2 separate regions of the Sus scrofa genome follow, and region 2 is linked to region 1. A link is a contact called in public Hi-C data. All regions are on one chromosome and are shown on one strand. Each heading gives the region's core, a stretch centred on a gene start, on an enhancer-like site or on the middle of the called end of the contact. The rest is flanking DNA. Distances are from core to core; before and after follow the strand shown. Region 1 overlaps PGS1 (CDP-diacylglycerol--glycerol-3-phosphate 3-phosphatidyltransferase, mitochondrial). Region 2 has its middle 25 kb from the start of TMEM235.

What was found. A called contact is a pair of places that touch in the nucleus more often than the background predicts.
Region 2: a Hi-C map of liver shows a contact between it and region 1, with 4 times the contacts expected there. The contact joins two enhancer-like sites. A contact is called at or near these places in 2 of 5 promoter capture datasets (fetal liver and liver), 8 of 47 Hi-C or Micro-C datasets (blood, embryonic fibroblasts, fetal liver and 3 more) and 1 of 2 datasets of contacts at active chromatin or transcription factors (alveolar macrophages).

The regions. Positions count from the first base shown.
Region 1 is chr12:3,594,901-3,599,260 of Sscrofa11.1, forward strand. All of the region lies in intron 8 of PGS1 (CDP-diacylglycerol--glycerol-3-phosphate 3-phosphatidyltransferase, mitochondrial), which reads right to left. Among named protein-coding and RNA genes, the nearest start is that of PGS1, 32 kb to the right of the region's middle. Within about 2 kb of position 2,526, at least 27 of the 83 cell types and tissues checked have an H3K27ac peak or open chromatin away from gene starts, as enhancers often do. A contact at or near this core is called in fetal liver and liver, where this site is marked.
Region 2 is chr12:3,715,423-3,719,782 of Sscrofa11.1, forward strand. No RefSeq gene overlaps it. Among named protein-coding and RNA genes, the nearest start is that of TMEM235, 25 kb to the right of the region's middle. Within about 2 kb of position 1,934, at least 24 of the 83 cell types and tissues checked have an H3K27ac peak or open chromatin away from gene starts, as enhancers often do. A contact at or near this core is called in fetal liver and liver, where this site is marked.

The DNA of each region.
Region 1 (4,360 bases), core at 1,276-3,775:
AGGGAACGGGCCTCTCAGACACTGCCGATGAAGGGGGCGCGGGCGACATCTGGGGAGAAACGCGGCAACAGGCAGCAAAAGTCTCGAAAAGAACTTCTTGCAAGAATTTCTCCCAATTAACTAAGCACTAAGATTTGTGTGCGCAGATACTTATCCCGACACTGATGTTAGAGAAACACTGGAAACCACAACATCCAACAACCAGCTAATTAAATACAATAAACCCGTGTAACATAAGACAATTACGCTCTTAGAAAAATATTCAACGACGTCGAGAAGGGCACAACGTACTAAGTGAAAGACACCACACGTGAGCTGACACACACGGTGTGATCCTAATTCCATTAAGAAGAGTGACACCTCCACGTGTACACAGACAAGACAGGCAAGGCCCAATCCAAACAGTTTCAACAGACAACAGGGTCCTTCTATGCAGCACAGGGGGGGGACTCCATTCAGCGTCTTGAGATAAACCCCATCATGGGAAGGAACGCGTGACTCAGTCACTCTGCCGCACGGCCCGTCGACCGGACTTCAATGAAGTTAAAGAGAAGAAAGGAGCTCCCGCCGCGGCTCCGCGGGTGAAGACTCCGGCGCTGTCTGCAGAGGCCCGGGTCTGATCCCCGGCCCAGTGCAGTGGCCTGGCACAGCTGCAGTTCAGATTCGATCCCCAGCCCGGGAACTTCCATATGCTGCAGGTGTGGCCAAAACCCAAAACCATCAGCAAAACGAAACCCACCACCTACAGAAGGGTTGTGACCTACAAGGGGTTAACACCCAAACGATACAAAGGGCTCAGACAACTCAAAACACAAAACGGTATCAGTGACTTAGCACGAAGGGCTTAGCATCTTCCAATTTTTCTCAAGTTTTACAACGAATGACTATTACTTTCTTATTTAAAAAAAGTTAAAACTGGATTTCCCGTCCTGGGGCAGTGGAAATGAATCTGACTGGCATCCACGACCTGATCCCTGGCCTCACTCAATGGCTTAAGGATCCGGCGTCGCCATGAGCTGTGGTGTAGGTCGCAGACGCGGCTCGGATCTGGCGCTGCTGCGGCTCTGGCAGAGGCCGGCGGCTACAGCTCTGACTCAACCCCGAGCCTGGAATTTCCATATGCCATAGGTGCGGTCTAAAAAGCGCGCACGCGCACGCACGCACGCACATACACACACACACAAAAGGAATTTAAACACGGATATGAGCCTTGTCTTAAACTGCTTAGAATCTTTGAGAGGAGAAGCTGCCTCCTCTTTAAACATCTCACCCTATACGTGTTGTGCCTTCTGAACAAGGAATGGAAGCTTTCAAGGGGCAGCAGTCAGGGTTGCGACTCTGCTTCCATCACCAGGAGCCCTCTGGGGGCAGAAGGGAAGCCGCGTCCCTGACAAATTCCTCTGCCCAGTGAGGACGGACCAAGGACACCGCGCCCTCCACAGTGTGACACCCCGTCTGAGCTTCTCCAGGCAGGCTGGGGACATCCAGTCCCCACGGCCTCTTTTCCCGCCCATTTTCTGAGCTCACCCCCTGTCGAGAAGGCGGGGCTCCCAGGGCTGGGGTCCCCTGGCGCAGACGGCTGCACGGGCCTGGCCTGCCAGCGGAGGCGCCCTTGCCGCGGGGGGCGGGTCTGCAGGCGTCTCCAGAGACCCGGCTCCAGCTGCATGTTTTCATCTGACTCCACAGCCAGGATTTCACTTAAATTAGCAGAGACACTTGCGTTTCCTCCCAGCCTGCGCTCAGGGATGGAGGAGGAGGTCAGCTGACGGGGCGCGGCGCTGTCCAGGGAGCCTCCTTAGGTCGCAGGGGTCCACTGAGCTCTCCGAACCAACCAGGAAGCTTGCAGCTTCCACCAAATGCGCTAACTCAAGGGAGGGACTTAGATTCAGATGAAAACACCTCCCCTTCTCCGGCACTAATGGGACATGAACAGGCCTTTCCCTGGGTCCCAAGGGCTCCCGAGGCGGCTCTGGAGAGCGGGGACCCAGGCAGCTGGGGTTTCAGGGACTTTCTGGGCTGTGGGGCAGCTGGGCAGCGGGGCAGTCTCGGGATCGGGCAGCGCGTGGGCCTCTCCAGAGGATGGCTGCCGTCCAGGTGTTAAGTATGTAGGTGGAATTATCCAGAAATGCATCGCTGCATTTCAAAGGCACAGAAGTCCACGTGCCTGCAGAGAACGGAAGGGCTGCAGCTGGCACGAACTGCCACCCTCCCACCATCCAAAGCCCCTGGGATTCAGGTTTGGGAAGAAAAAGAAAACATCCCAAATATGTCATTTGGGAAAGCAGCTCCTGACCGCAGCCTGCCCGGCTCTTCTTAAGATCCAGGATGTGGGCTCAGTCCCCTCACTCAGGAGGCGGGGAGAGCAGCCAGCGCCCGGGCCCTGGCAGAGACTCGCCCCCAAATCAACCCGGGCCCACAGAGACCTCGTCCTGGCACGAGGCCACGGCCGCACGGACCCCTCTCTACTGCCTGCAGAAAGCCGGCTCCCAGCAACCCAGGAGAAAGTCCGGGAGACCCCACCATCGGAGGCTGGCCTGTCCCTCTCAGCCCAGCCCACCCTGAGGCTGGCTAGTCTCTGCTGAAACCTCCTCGGTCACTTGCTGGAAGCCTCCCCATAGCATCTGTGATCTGCTGAGCAGATAGATTCTCCCGCCGGCCACCCAGAGCCCGACCGCTGCCACTTCCTCTCGGCCTGGTCGTGAAGACCTTCCCGGCACCAAGGCCCCACTCCGGCACTGACAAGATTCCCAGATCGCGGGAGGCAGATCCCAGGGAGCAAAGCAGTTACCATTTCCTTGTCCATCAACAAAGGCTGCAACCATTTCACAACAGTAATTCCCAAACACGAGACTAAGTCCATGCGCCTCGGAGGGCTGGCCTGCGGCAGCGTTATCTGCCTTCCCGTGACTCAGGAGGGAAGCTGGCACCTTCCCTGGAAAGGCTTCGTTGTAAAGGTCACAAACTCCTGAGCGCAGAGGACCAGGGAGGCCTCGTACACAGAGGCGCTGTGCCTGTACCCCCAAAGCCCACCAGCCCTGCTGCAGGCGATCCGTGCAGAGACTCAGGCAGGGCACCAGGCAGTTCACTGAAAGTTACTCTCAACTTAAAGGAAAAGACTGCTACCCCGGAAGGAGGCCGAGACACCGCGGCCCCTCTGGGAACAGCCGCTGCATTCCTGTCCCAGTGAGCAGAGGGCGCCCTGCCCTGCTTCCCTGGACCTGACCAGGGTCCCTAGCAGCCAGCAATAGGGACTCAAGGCCCAGTCCCCCATGATTCTCCTGCCCCAGCTCAGGAAAAAGGGTTGCTCTCCCATGAGATGTGCCAGGCAGCCTCTTCCCAGGGGAGCAGGGGGCCTCGGTGGCCCACACAAGGCCCCGAGCCACGCAGAGCACGAACGCTGTCAAGGCGGATGCCTGCCTTCCCTCCCAGCTGCAAGGAAAGAAACCCTGTTACCACTGTGAGCAGGAGAAACACAGCGCAGAAACTCCAAGACCCTTTGGGGACAGGGGCCTGCCTCGCGTGATCACCGTCCCCCTGACACCCGCCACCCACCTCCAGGCCCCACAAACACCACGGGGGGCCCCGCTCCTGGCCAGGCACACCTCCAGGCTCTCCCTCCACCACCTGCTCTATGTTCAAACCCAAGCCAGACCATCAACAAGTGTCACTACTTGGAAATAAAATAAATAGAATCCAAGTTCTCGGCGCAAAAGGACCATCTGTGCTGACCCAAGGGCACAGGTACCTGTGAACGGGATTCTCAAAGCCCTGCAATGGCTTAGATCCCCATGAACCACTTCACTTCTGTCTGCACAGGCCTCTGAATTGGCTTTTAGTTTTGTTTTTAAACGGCCACACCGGCGGCATATGGCAGTTCCCAGGCCAGGGATTGAATCTGAGCCGTGACTGTGCAACACCAGATCCCTCGAACCATTGCTGTCAGGCCAGGGATCAAACCTGCATGTCCATAGTGACCCAAGCCCCTGCAGTCAGGTTCTTAACCCACTGCGCCACAGTGGGACCTCCCACGGGCATCTGAGTCCTTTGTAAGGTTTGGTTATTGCTTCCGGCTCCTGTCTCCACCTGCAGAGACTTTGGCTCCCTGTGCACCCCTCCTGCCTGAGTGGCAGCCCCGCCTCCTGTCTCTGCCTCCCCCGACTCCAAAGTCCCTCCGTGGGCCACCTGAAGTTCTGCCCCAAGGGGCCCCGGTCCTGCGCAACCCCAGCTCCTACCCCGCTTCATGGCTGACACGCAGCCTAGGGGAGGTAGGGAACCAGCGCTGTATTCCCATCCCAGTGGGAAAGCAGTGCTCTCTTCTGGGGAACAGGGGCTGAAAGTGTCCCCAGGATGTGGGGACAGC
Region 2 (4,360 bases), core at 684-3,183, 120 kb after region 1:
GGCCTGGCAGGGGCAGGAACAGGAACGGGGCGGGAAGCCCGAGCCTTCCTTTCATCATCCCGCAGCAAAGCATTTACAGTCAATAAACGGGCTAATTAATTCTCTTCAAAGACCTCTCAATTATTCATCCTGGGCTACAGAGAGAACAATTAGAGCATCGCCCACTCACAGCTCTGGAAGTGCAAGCAGGCTGGGCCGCAAAGCTGAGCCCCTGGGCCGGCACACCCTCCCGGGGGTCCCCAGCCCTCCCCCCTGCAAGAAGTAAGGCAGGCTTTATCCCTGGGGCCCAGGAGGATGGAACCCCTCTTCTTCCTCAAACCTGCCAGCAGCCCAGATCACGAGCCTCCCTCCTCGGGGGAGGCCGCCAAGCCCTGATGCAGTCCGTGACTTCTGCCCAGCAGCCCATCAGAGCAGACCTGGGGACACAGAGCCAGGCTCCAGGCATGGGGGATGTGCTGCCAGATGTGGGCACTGGGGCTGCTGGACTTGAGCTGAGCCCTCTCTGCCTCTGGGAGAGAAGTCTGTGCCTCAGGAGCAGGGGACCAAGTAGGAGCTAATCTGGCCAGCAGCTGCGTGCGGCCGGGCTGGGTAGATCTGCTGCCCCACCAAGTGGGGCAGGAGGCCCCCTTGGCGAGCTGGAGCCAAGCAAGGACCCTGGGGGTCCGCAGCTGCCCCAGCAAGACTCCTCCAAGCTGGGAGACCGTGGGGAGCTAGCTCCCCTTCTCCCCTCCAACTTCCTGGAGTTGCTGAGGTCCCATCCTGGGGCCTTGAGGGAGAGGCCAGCCTGGCTGTCCCCTTGCACCTTCTCCTATCCTGCCCAGGTCCCCCACTTGCCGGCGGCTCTCTCCCCCCCCTGGCCTCCCCCAAACGGCTCGGGCAGGCCGGCAAGCAGAGGGTTAACTCCCAGCCGCTCCCAGACCGCGCAGAGTGGGGGGCGGGGGGCCGGGGGCGTGCCTGTCGGGAAGTATGGATTTCTGCAGTGGTTTTACTGGAAAAGCTGTAGCTGAAGGTGGGAGGGGGTCACCATGGCAACTTCTGGCTATGGGAACAGGTTGGCTGGTGGGAACCGATCCTGCCAGGGGCCCGAGGGGGCCCGGCTGGCGCTTCAGCCCCCGGGGGCTCCCTTGGCTGCCCGCTGGGGGTCCTCGCCGACTTGGGGAGGCCCAGAGACCCTCCCCGACCTGGAATTCCCGCCTTCCCTGCCTCCCCGGAGCGCCGCCGCCCAGGGCCGGGCCCCTGACTCAGCTGCCCCGCCCCCGCCGAGGCGCCCCCCACGCCCGCGCTCTCAATCGATGAACCAATTACCCGGCGGAGCTCGCAGGAATCCCCCTCGGAAAGAGCTTTACCTCGGGAGAAAGCTCCTCGCCGCGGCCTGGGGCGCAATTCTGGGAATGCCTCGATGAGGCTCCCGCCCCGCCAGGCCTGGCCGACCCAGGGAGTCCAGATTCCATGGGCCCCGAGCTCATCCCAACCCGGCCCCCACCCAGTCCCAACCGGCCCGCTCAAGGAAGTCCTCCCCACTCTCGGCACAAACACGCACCCCCTCCCGGCCAGGACCGGGGCCCCCCAGGCGCAGGAGGCTCCTCGGTGCACCTCCAAACCTCCAAACCTCCAGGCCCTCTGTCCTCCTGGAATTCCCGGTGGTCGGGGTAGGCCCTGCCCAGCGCTCCCCCCACCCCCCCGCGTCGTGGGCGCCTGCCATCCCCTGGGACCTCCCGCCCGGGCCGCCTGGGACGGGGGGGCAGGTCAGGGCGCTCCGGGCACCCCCGGAGGGAGCAGTTGGGAGCTCCCAGGACCTCCAGGCCCAGGTTCCCAAGGCCCCCAAGGATTGATCTCCGAGCCCCCCCTTGCAAATCCTGCAAAGCACAGGGTGGGCGGGTGCGAGAGGGAGGTGTGCGCCTGGGACGCTTCCAGGAATCTCCAGAGGCGGCGTTGCCCAAAAGGCCAGGAATAGAGGGCACAGACAGGCCACACGCAGCTGGGGGGCGGGGAGGAGGACCAAGTGAGGGGGCAGCCCCGGGCCCCTCCCCTCGCCTTGCTGCAGGTAAGACCATCCGCCTGAATCCACGTGGGCACCAACCCCTGCTCTGCTGGAGTCCGCAGATGGGTGACTCCTCTAAACCTCGCTTTCCTCATTTGTAAAACGGGCAGGAAACGCCTCCGGGGGATGGTGGAGCGCTAAACGGGGCCCTAACGCCCTGGGACGTTAGCAGGTGCGGGATCCAAAGGTCACGCCTCTGCTCTCCTTTGGCCGCCGCTACCAGGAAAGAGCCGAGACCCCCCGTCTTAAGGCCTCCTGAGTTGCTGCTGCTGAAAGAGGTGGTTCCCCACCCTCCTCCGCGGCCAGCTTTGCACCGAAGAGAACCGGCCCCGGCGTGGCGCCCCCTGTTGGCAGGATGGCGCAGGCAGTAAACCCGCCCAGGTGTTACCTCCCGCCGCGGAGATACCTGCTGCGGTTTCCCAAGGCGCGTCGGGGCCTGAAGGAGTTAAATCGACCACGAGTGGGGTCCTTCCTTTCTTCACCCCCGGGCCGGCTTAGGGGACGCCTCGACCACCTCCCCCAGCTCCCAGCTGCTCCCCTACGGCCCCCGCCCCGCCCCCGCGCGCCCCCGGGGCTTCCATCTCGCGCTCTCGGATCCGCCGAATCCCGATAAAACATTTGGGGAGATAAGTGCTGCGTATAAATAATTAAGACCACATGCATATTCGCCAACAAAAAAAAGTTTAAAACCCCCATTCCGGGAACAGCTGCGTGTGTGGGGCCGGGCGGGGCTGCCAGGCCCACCTCCACCCCACGGAGGCCCTCCCCCACCCCAGGGAGGGGCTGCCCGGCTCCTCCCCCAGCCCCTCCCCCAACCCAGGCTGGGCGGGAATGGGTGGCAGAGGGGCTCTGAGCCCACCCTTGAAGTAAAGACTAGAACCCCGGGTGGGGGGGGCGCCCTCACAAACCCCAGAGGCCAAGCCCCTAGGCAGCGTCCCCCACCCCCAAGGCCAGGCAGGGTCTCGGCGCCCATGGGTGCCCAATAAACATTTACTGAATAAACGAACGGATGTGCCAACGAGCCAGCTGACCCCAGGTTCCAGGGGAGTGTCCGTCCTGAGGTCTGGCAGAGGGCAAACTGCCCTCATCCCCCCTCCAGCTGCCGCGGGCACCTTTCCCAGGTGCAGCTGGAGGGCCTTAGGTGAGAAGGTGGGAAGGACTTCCAGAGGGAGCCAGGCCACAGGCTGGACAGCGGAGCTGCCCTCCTCCGCAGGAGTCAACGCAGGATGGCCCTGCCCAGAGCTCGCGCCTGCCAGGACTGTCTAATGCCCTCTAGCGCCTGCTGGAGCTGGCCTCTGGGGGTGGCCTGTTCCCCCCCCCACGAAAATCTTGTCCCCATCTTTGGAAGGAAGGGCCTCACGCCTCTCTACTCCTGGTTTTCTCATCCACGTCAATTCGGGTACTTATTTATTTATTTGTCTTTTTGCCATTTCTAGGGCCATTCCCATGTCATATGGAGGTTCCCAGGCTAGGAGTCGAATCGGAGCTGTAGCCTACACCAGAGCCACAGCAATGCAGGATCCAAGCCATGTCTGCAATCTACACCACAGCTCACGGCAATGTTGGCTCCTTAACCCACTGAGCAAGGCCAGGGATCGAACCCGCAACCTCATGATTCCTAGTTGGATTCATTAACTTCTGCACCACGATGGGAACTCCTATTCAGGTACTTGTTAATGCCCATCACGTTCCAAGCCCCCTGCTAGGGATCTGAGAATGAAAGACATAGGCCTTGCAGCTCGCAGAGGCACACGGGGCAAGTGACAGGGACAGAGGCTGCTCTGAAGTAAGCCAGCTGCCCAGGAACCTGGGAGAAAAGTGTGTCTTGGCAGCGGGCTAAGGGCCATCGTGGAAGGCTTCCTGGAGGAGAAGACAAGAAAGCTGAGTGGATGAGAGCTGGCTCCTGGGGCAGAAGGGGAGCAGGGCGGGCTGTGCCTCCAGGTGCTCCCAGCACTGCCCCCTGCTGGCTCTACGCACACCTGCAGTGCTCGCAGCCGGACCTCCAGGTACGGGTTCCAATCCTGTCTCTGCTACTTACCAGCTAGTGACTCTACCTCCCGGGCCTCAGTTTCCTCATCCGTTAAATGGGGATCATGGTCCCGGCTGAGCAGAGCTCCTCGTGATCTCCCCGTGGCCCTCTGTCCTCGGCAGGAGACAGAGCATCCTATTCCTGCACCCGGTCCAGGCTGGTGAACCGAACTGTGGCCCTTGGCGTTTTCTTCCTGCTCTTCCTTCCTCAGCAGCCACAAATCCCAGTGGGAGCACCAGCCGCTGCTCACCCGGAACTCAGGAAAATGCACCTCCGCTCGGGATCAACGG